Regions from separate parts of the Mus musculus genome. Here all the other regions are linked to region 3. A link is a contact called in public HiChIP or PLAC-seq data. All regions are on one chromosome and are shown on one strand. The core of a region is the stretch at or near the end of the contact, and the rest is flanking DNA. Distances in the headings are between cores, read along the strand shown.

Region 1 (2,700 bases), core at 125-2,624, 350 kb before region 3:
CAACAAGAGGTTGGAAATCAATCAAACTCTGTAGATCAGCTAGCAGCAATGTTTGTTATTTTAGGCATATGAAGATTGTACAGTGCTGTGAAACTGTCAAGAGTGCGATGTTGAGAGTTACTTCCTCAATTCTCTCTGTGGCTATCTAGAGTCATCAGATCGCCTTCTCTCCAGTACAGAATATCCTTTTCTGCTAGTCAGCTCCTTTAGCCGCCCTTCCCACTCTGAAGCTGTTCCAGATCTGCCTCGAGAGAGGGTGGTTCAGTGGTTAGGAGCATTGCACCAGTACTCTCATCTGGGCAAAAATAGCCCATAGTCTGGAGTGTTACTCCTTTATCAATAAGGCTCTGGCCCACATCTGACCTTGATCTCTAGATAAGAGTAAGAGGCGCATTTGCAGGATTGTCCCCCACTTCCTGACGCAACCACTCCAGCCTAAGGTCTTCCTTTTTTGGACGGGTCCCCAAATCACAGAACTCTCAGCTTGCTTCTCTTCCTCAGGAAGTAACCCCCTATCAGCTGCAGGTGTGCTCCAGCTGTGCGCGTTGGCGGCCATTAGCGGCGGTCCTACTGTCTAGGGTGTTGCCATGGCTTTGTGAGACTTACTTACATCTTCTCAACAGAGAAAGAGCCGACTTTCAGAGAGATTTAACAATCCCCTCCCCCGCAACTCAGCAGGGGTGGCTGGAGAGAAGCTCACTAATGAAGAACACTTACTGCTCTGGGTTCCGTTTCTACGCTCTCAGGGCAGCTCACAACTGCCTGTAACACAAATTCTAGCACCATTTTCTGACCTCTGCTCGGCGTGGGCATACACATAAAATAAATGACTACGTAAAATGTAGTGAATATTTCGTTTAAATTTTCCCAAGGCCAACAACTCCCCTACTCGGAACTCTTCTCCTCTCATGAACTTTCAGTGTCTTCTCTCTCACATTGCTTGTGCAGACGCTTGCTGGGTCCACCGGAATGCTGCAGTGAACTGCAACCCTAGCGTATGACGTTTCCAACCACTTATTATTATCATCATTATTATCATTATTATTATTATCATTATCTGCTTTGGACAGGAGTCTTGTTATATCGTTGGGCTAGTCTCGAACTCTCGATCCAGATACCTATGACTCCACGGCGCTTCAGCGAAAACCAATAATCCTATCCAGATACGCTTAGCAGAACCTTCGCAGAGCTGCCGGGATCACCCAACTTGCCCAGCAACTCGGGGAGATTCAGCCGCTGAACCTTCGGGGGCGGGTGCAAGAGAATGACACTGCGCTAGACCAATCGCTACGGGGGCGCCGGCCGCCATACCCAATCACAAGCGAGCTAGGGAAGCGGGTGACAGCTCCGGCCGAAGATTGCCAGCTCTTGGCAGAGTGATGATGCTCGGCGGCCGAGTCACCACTAGGGCCCAAAGACCAAGAGTGCGGCGGCGCGGGGAGCGGCGGGGACTGAGTCCAGGGCCAACAGAGTCCGGGAGGTGCGCTTATTTCTCTTTGCCTTCTAACAGGGCTCGAGTGTCCCGTCCCAAGGGACGTCCCCCTGTTGCGGTCTAGCTCCACCTCGCTGCCCCTTCCTTTGGCTCTTCCCAGCTGGCGAACCGTGCTGAAAACCCGGGGGCGCTACGCCCCGCACTGGGTAACGGAGAACACAGTCCCGACTACGGTCCCACCTGTGCCTAGCCTAGCAGGAAAACTGTAACCGTGGGGTGAGTTTTAAAAACGAAAACAGAAACTAAACTCCCCTTCCGATCGGGAGCTGCTTTTTACAAGGCCCTTAACCTGCAGCCAAAATAATAGTAATTACATAACCTCCGGGTCCCCGGGTAACTTCATTGTTTACCTTATGGGAACCGGCCGGTGCTGTTCTGCTCAGCACTGTGAGCATTAGCTAAGCGGAGTCGGGGGCGGAGGTTGACTTAGTCCCTGCTCCTCGGAGAGAACTAGGGTACCCTCTCCCGGCAAGGGCACTCTCTCAGAAATCTGGAACTCTTTTTGCTTGCTAATGTTTGTTTATGACACATTGTTCCAACTTCCCCACTTTTGAGAATTTAGCCTCTGGGATAAAAAATCAACTGATGATTTCTATCCCCCCCCCCCACACTCGCCCCGTTTCTCTCCTCCCGCTTCCCGCTCTGCAATAGACTCGATCTGCCCACTTGAGCAATATGAAGATTTCATTCATAGAGCCCGCCATTCTCCTGAACGCGTTTGCTATGACTCTGACCATCCCGCTGACAGCGCAGTACGTGTACCGGAGGATCTGGGAGGAAACCGGTAACTACACCTTTGCTTCCAATAGCAATGGCTCTGAGTGTGACCAAAACAAAAGCAGCTCCATCTTTGCATTCCGGGAGGTAAGAAATTAAAATTAAAACCTCCCATCCTGGAGTCACAGGGAATGGAAACAGGTTCCAAACCAAAGAGGCTCTCCAAGGTGTGACCACACACACACACACACACACACACACACACACACACACACACTGAAATTAAGCCACCTTCTCTCTGTTCCTATTTCGGTTAATAGTTCCTCTTGACACCTTTAATCTGGCTCTTTCTAACTCTCTAAGGCACCTCCACTCCTGTCCCCAATCCCCACCCACCTTGTGGGACCAACTCTTTTATCCTTAGGAAATCTCACTACAATCTCACCCACTCTTCCTTGGTCTCTTGAATAACAAAAGTCCAGAAAAACTGA
Region 2 (2,700 bases), core at 160-2,659, 370 kb before region 3:
CCACGGATCTCCCAGGGTGTCCAGCCCCTCCCCCCAAGGCCATGTCCTCCTGTAACAATTACGACCGGAGTCCAGAGTCAGCTCACACCTTCATCTGCTCCGTGTTGGACCCCAGAGAAAGAGATTTTTAGTTTTTGGACTCTCGCTTCACGTGATTTTTGTTTCGTTTCTAGGATAGGCAGGTGAGGTCCCAATCCGTAAAGATAAAAGTTCAAGTATTTGAAGCCCTGAGAACTTGGAAAGGGAGTTAGATGTGGCCCAGGAACAAGAGAAACAGGTACAGAGCTTGGAACTCTTGTTCCTGTAGCATCTGCGGCTCTGAGCCCCAACCTAAGAGAGAGCCACAGGTGAGACTGAAGGGTGGGCGAAGCAGCTGGTAAAAGTCTCCTGGCTGCTTTGTCTGTCCCACCCCTCCTGGTCACCCTCCATTCTGGTCACTTTGGGTTTTTTGGTTTGGTTTGGTTTGGTCTTTCTTTCTTCTTCTTTGTATTCATTCATTCATTCATTCATTCATTTTTCTGAGAGCAGCTCTTGCCGTACAGCCAAACCTAGCCTTGAACTCACCATCCTCCTACCTCAGCCTGCTGAGTTCAGGATTTCAGGCTGTGCCCCCCTGCCCAGCTCCGTGCTGGCCTCTCTTCCTGAAGCAGCTCATTTTGAGGAAATAGTGGAGGTATTGTGTTCTTTCCCCAGGAGAGAGAGAGAGAGAGAGAGAGAGAGAGAGAGAGAGAGAGAGAGAGAGAGAGAGGCCCTGTGCCTCTGCCCTGGTTCCCTGTGAGCTGGAGGAAGCTGAGGCTTGAGGTGACCCTTAGGATTCAGGAAGCTACCAGAAGGCAACACTGGACTGACCTAGGAGAGAGGGAAGGCAGAAAGAGGACCAGTGACTCCCAGTGACTGGGGAGCTGTGGAGTGGGCTGGCCCTTTAAGTTGCCCTGATCTGTGGCGAGGCTCTTAAGATGCAGATGAAACTGAGCCTTCTTATTCCTCGGGTCCTGAGGACCTGAGAACATGGCTGTACTGGAGACAAGACCTTGAGGGAGGTGAGTTAACTGAAGCACTGAGGTTGGGCTCCTTCCGGTTTAAGAGGAAGGAGAGCCAGCAGGGGGGCTGGGGAGAGGTTCAGGAGGAAGGGCCACTGGAGAGTGCAGTAAGAAGTCGTGCCAGGGAGGAAAACCTTCGGAGAACCGCCCTTCTGACACCTTGCAGATTTCCAGCTTCCAGAGAAGGAGCACGCAGCCCGTGGGATGTTCTGTTCCGCTCTAGCAGCCAGGGCCAGTGTGGGGGTGGGTCGCCCAAGCACCTCCCTTCACCTGGGACCCTGATTACCTGGGCAGGCCTGAGTGGCAGGTGGAGCAGGCTCCAGGGCCTTGTCCACCAACTTAGGACAGAGTGTGAGCAGGTGGGGGGAGGGGCGGGCAGGAGGAGCCAGGAGAAGGCGTGGCAAAGGCGGGCTGGGAAGGAATGAACCCAAAGCAAGTCTGTAAAATTGCCTTCATAGAACAACATTCTGGAAGTTTCCTATAGATGGTTCCACTGGCGCCTTTTGGGGAGCGGGGAGCTGGAAGCAAAGACGCTTAGAGGAGTTAACCGAGGCAACCTGAGAACCAGGCCTGACTCAGGATGCCAGGCCTGACTCCCTGATGCCAGCTCCAAATAACCTTATCTGATTGAAGCCGCCTTCACAGTTACCGTCCTGCGATTTTAGGAGAAGAACTGTTACGTTTCACTTTTTTTCTCATGACAAAATGCTGTTTGGTTTTGGACCTGGGGACAAGGAACTGAGGTGCATGTCTTACATATCAAAGCAAATCTGGCCTCCAGGTTCTCCCAGCATCTCTCAGTCCCTCAGTCCCTACCTGGCATACCCTGCCCTCAACCCTGAACTCTCCCTATATAATCCAGATATTTGGTCTCCTCTCCTCTCCTCTCCTCTCCTCTCCTCTCCTCTCCTCTCCTCTCCTCTCCTCTCCTGTCCTCTCCTGTCCTCTCCTGTCCTCTCCTCTCCTCTCCTCTCCTCTCCTCTCCTCTCCTCTCCTCTCCTCTCCTCTCCTCTCCTCTCCTGTCCTCTCCTCTCCTCCTCCTCCTTCCTCTCTCTCTCTCTCTCTCTCTCTCTCTCTCTCTCCCTCTCTCTCTCTCTGCGCTCACATCCTTTTTCTCTTTCTCTTCCTCCTCTCTCCTGTCCCTCCGCCTGGTGACTTCCCTGGCCTCAGTCCTTGGAACCTTGTCCAAAAGCACTTCCCCCATAAACGTGCATTTAATATAATCTAATCTGCCTTGAATTGGCTCATTTCACCCGGCTAGAAATAACCTATCAGATGCCATCTTGGACTTTGCCCCCACCCTAACCCCCCAGGAGCCATGGCGACCACAGCAGAATAATACAGTGCTACTCAAGTCTATGGCTATGGTCAAGGAGATACTGGCATTCCCTACGGGAGAGGGGAATCAAGACACCATCACCTGCAAGTGATCTATGGGAGATGTTAGATTACAAGAAGCTAGCCAGTTAACTGAAAGGGACCACCGTGCTGCAGCTTCCATGAGGTTGCCATCTATGACTGGGCGGGGCTTTGTTATGACAGAACTTTTGGGAGGGTCACCCACACTTCTGTAACTAACCCTTCATTTATGCTTGTCTCTTAAAAAGAACCCACTGGGTTCTTTGCACCAAACTGGACTTGGATGAGATTACCCCTTTGT
Region 3 (2,700 bases), core at 117-2,616:
TCAGCAGTTCTCAACCTGTGGGTCAAAACCCCTTTGGGTCACAGATCAGATATCCCTTTGAGTCACTTAAGAATCACATATTAAATATCCTGCATATCAAATATTTACATTACAATTCATAACAGTAGCAACGTTATAGTCCCCACAACACGAGCAACGGCATTAAAGGGTCACAGCATGAGGAGGGTTGAGAACACTGCTGTAGACGCTCCTGCTTTTGCTTCTGAGTGTTGGGATTAAAGGCATGAGCCACCGTGCCCAGACAAAAAATTCCCACTTTAGAAAATGTCCAGCAAACATACATCCTGTCTTCTTCAGGATCCTAGCACTTGTACACAAGATGGCTCTTTAAGCTGTAATAGCTATCCTGTGATCTCAAAAATCTACAAGGCAGGTGAGTTCCCAGTGGCCCAAGTGCTTGCCACCAAGCATGACACACCAGCACAAAGCAGAGGAACTCCAAAGTGTCCTCTGACCTTGTATGTGCACACAGGGCAGGAGCGCGCGCGCGCGCACGCACGCACACGCACGCACACACACACACACACACACACACACACACACACACACACACGTGCACACACACGCACACACACAGACATAGTAAGAACCTATTAAACACGATTCTTTTCCTTACAAGTACCTTGTTAAGACAAGAAATGATGTGACTGAGGTCGATCCAGGGAGCACCTGCTTCTGTCACCTGATGAAAAAGATGATCTCTAAAGAGTTTCAACAGGTATCTGTCTCCAGTCTCTGACCAGGTTGGATCCTTCTGAAACCTGGGGGGTTAACATTTGACCTCAGTAACTCACTCTACATGCCACACAGCCATATTTTTTCAGACGCAAGATTCATCTAATCTTCCCCAGTTAATTAGAAATTGGAAGGGCTCTGAAAAGTGCTTAAAAAATCTCAACCAACCCAAAAGTACACATATCACATATTCTCTTCACAGGAACAGTTGCCCCTTACATGCTATTCAATCTTTATGACTAGTACAAAATAGAAAACTGTCTGTAGACGTCTCTGAGCCAGGGCTGTAAGGTCCTCTCCTCCTTCCGTGTTCCAGGTTACAGAGGCATCAGCTAAGTTTCCACTTTACCAAGGAACACAGAGGAGGAAATGTTTAGAAAGCAAGGTAGCTTTTAGTCTTCTACACTTCACCAGAAGGTGAAGCTGTGAGGAACTGGAGAACCAGAGACCACTGGTAGTTTTAAGTGACCGGAGGAACCTATAGTCTGGTAGGACACACGTCACTCCAGTAACCTGAGAAAGCAGGGATTCTACCCAGCTACACGGTGCTCTGAGAAGAGGGTAGACAGAGCTGAAACATGAGCCTATCCTGGAAAGAGGAAGCTGAGGCTGCTAGTCCCAGAAAAAAAGCATGCTCTGCAATTCGCAAGAACTAGGAAGGGCCACTGTGTCTAGACAGGGTTTGCAGAGGAAGTCAGAGAACCAGCAGCAATGGACTGGGGGAAAGAAGTCACGAGCATTCTAGAAGAAAGCATGAGATCACGCATTCATTTCTAAGTATAAAACAACATTCTTAACCTGAACACAGAGTCATAAAAAAAGGTTTGATCCATTTGATCAAACACACAGACATCTACCGAGGATGAGCCTAAGCACGGTCAGAGACAACTAAGCCCTCAAACAGGCAACCTCCAGCAGGCAAGGGCACCAACCAACAGCACAACAGACAAAATCCCAACTTTTTTTAAATGGTTTTTTTGAGACAGGGTTTTTCTGTGTAGCCCTGGCTATCCTGGAACTCACTCTGTAGACCAGGCTGTCCTCTCAGAAATCCGCCTGCCTCTGCCTCCAAGGTGCTGGGAAAAAATCCCAACTTCCAAGGAAACATTTTCAGTCAGGCCTCTCACGAACAGTACAACACAATCCTTGCAACACTTCTGTTCTCTGAAGACTCCAGTGCTGCTCGATTCTTTGGTGACCAGGTCCCCCTGCAGCACTGTCTGTAGCTCATGGCATCAACAGTCCATGACTAGGTAGCTAAGCTGTCTGCCTCCAGTGTGTTCTTGCACACAGGAGCAATGCCTCCGTCATAGGGTGGCAGAGGGAGAAGCCCAGCAGGCTCGTGTTTCATGTAGGAGCCTGCATAATTCCAAACAGAGCTGAACAAAATGATTTCTAACATTAATACTGTGAGAAGTGGGGCTGGAGAGATGGCTCAGTGGTTAAGAGCACCGACTGCTCTTCTGAAGGTCCTGAGTTCAAGTCCCAGCAACCATATGGTGGCTCAGAACCACCTGTAATGAGATCTGAAGTCCTCTTCTGGTGCATCTGAAGACAGCTACAGTGTACTTAGATATAATAATAAATAAATCTTTAAAAAAAAATACTGTGAGAAGTGATGATGTTTACGTATTTAAAAGGGGGAGATAAACAATATATTTATACTTGTAACTCTGAAAGTAAATATAAAATTTTTATCAATAAATTAGTCAGGGTGAGGACAACTGGAAAGACTGAGAATGTCAGGTATAAAAAGAGTGATGATATTTTTCACTATTCTACAAAACTTTAAAATTTCGTATTAAAAAATGTAAATAAAATTTTATAAGGACAGTTTAGAATTATATAAATATAATATCATATATCAATAATGTATAAAATGAGAAAGTACTTTAGATTTGCAAAGGACTAATGAATTCACCTCACATGAAAGGTGTACATGAG

What was found. HiChIP or PLAC-seq counts read pairs in DNA pulled down with a chosen protein or histone mark.
Region 1: an H3K27ac HiChIP or PLAC-seq map of microglia shows a contact between it and region 3, with 6 times the contacts expected there. The contact joins the promoter of Slc46a3 here to the enhancer-like site in region 3. A contact is called at or near these places in 2 of 39 promoter capture datasets (hippocampal neurons and liver), 1 of 484 Hi-C or Micro-C datasets (liver), 2 of 115 datasets of contacts at active chromatin or transcription factors (extraembryonic endoderm stem cells and microglia) and 2 of 9 other capture datasets (adipose tissue and liver).
Region 2: an H3K27ac HiChIP or PLAC-seq map of microglia shows a contact between it and region 3, with 6 times the contacts expected there. The contact joins two enhancer-like sites. A contact is called at or near these places in 1 of 484 Hi-C or Micro-C datasets (liver), 2 of 115 datasets of contacts at active chromatin or transcription factors (acute myeloid leukemia and microglia) and 1 of 9 other capture datasets (liver).

What each region holds. Positions count from the first base shown.
Region 1 is chr5:147,893,489-147,896,188 of GRCm38.p6, reverse strand. Slc46a3 (solute carrier family 46, member 3) reads left to right here and starts at 1,374. Exons shown (of 6, transcript NM_027872.4): 1 at 1,374-1,708; 2 at 2,144-2,356. The coding sequence starts at 2,168.
Region 2 is chr5:147,912,085-147,914,784 of GRCm38.p6, reverse strand. No RefSeq gene overlaps it. Among named protein-coding and RNA genes, the nearest start is that of Gm46943, 4.6 kb to the left of the region's middle. Within about 2 kb of position 1,409, at least 25 of the 459 cell types and tissues checked have an H3K27ac peak or open chromatin away from gene starts, as enhancers often do. A contact at or near this core is called in microglia, where this site is marked.
Region 3 is chr5:147,541,152-147,543,851 of GRCm38.p6, reverse strand. It overlaps Pan3 (PAN3 poly(A) specific ribonuclease subunit), which reads right to left. Exons shown (of 19, transcript NM_028291.5): 17 at 644-782. Among named protein-coding and RNA genes, the nearest start is that of Pan3, 110 kb to the right of the region's middle. Within about 2 kb of position 1,366, at least 35 of the 459 cell types and tissues checked have an H3K27ac peak or open chromatin away from gene starts, as enhancers often do. A contact at or near this core is called in liver and microglia, where this site is marked.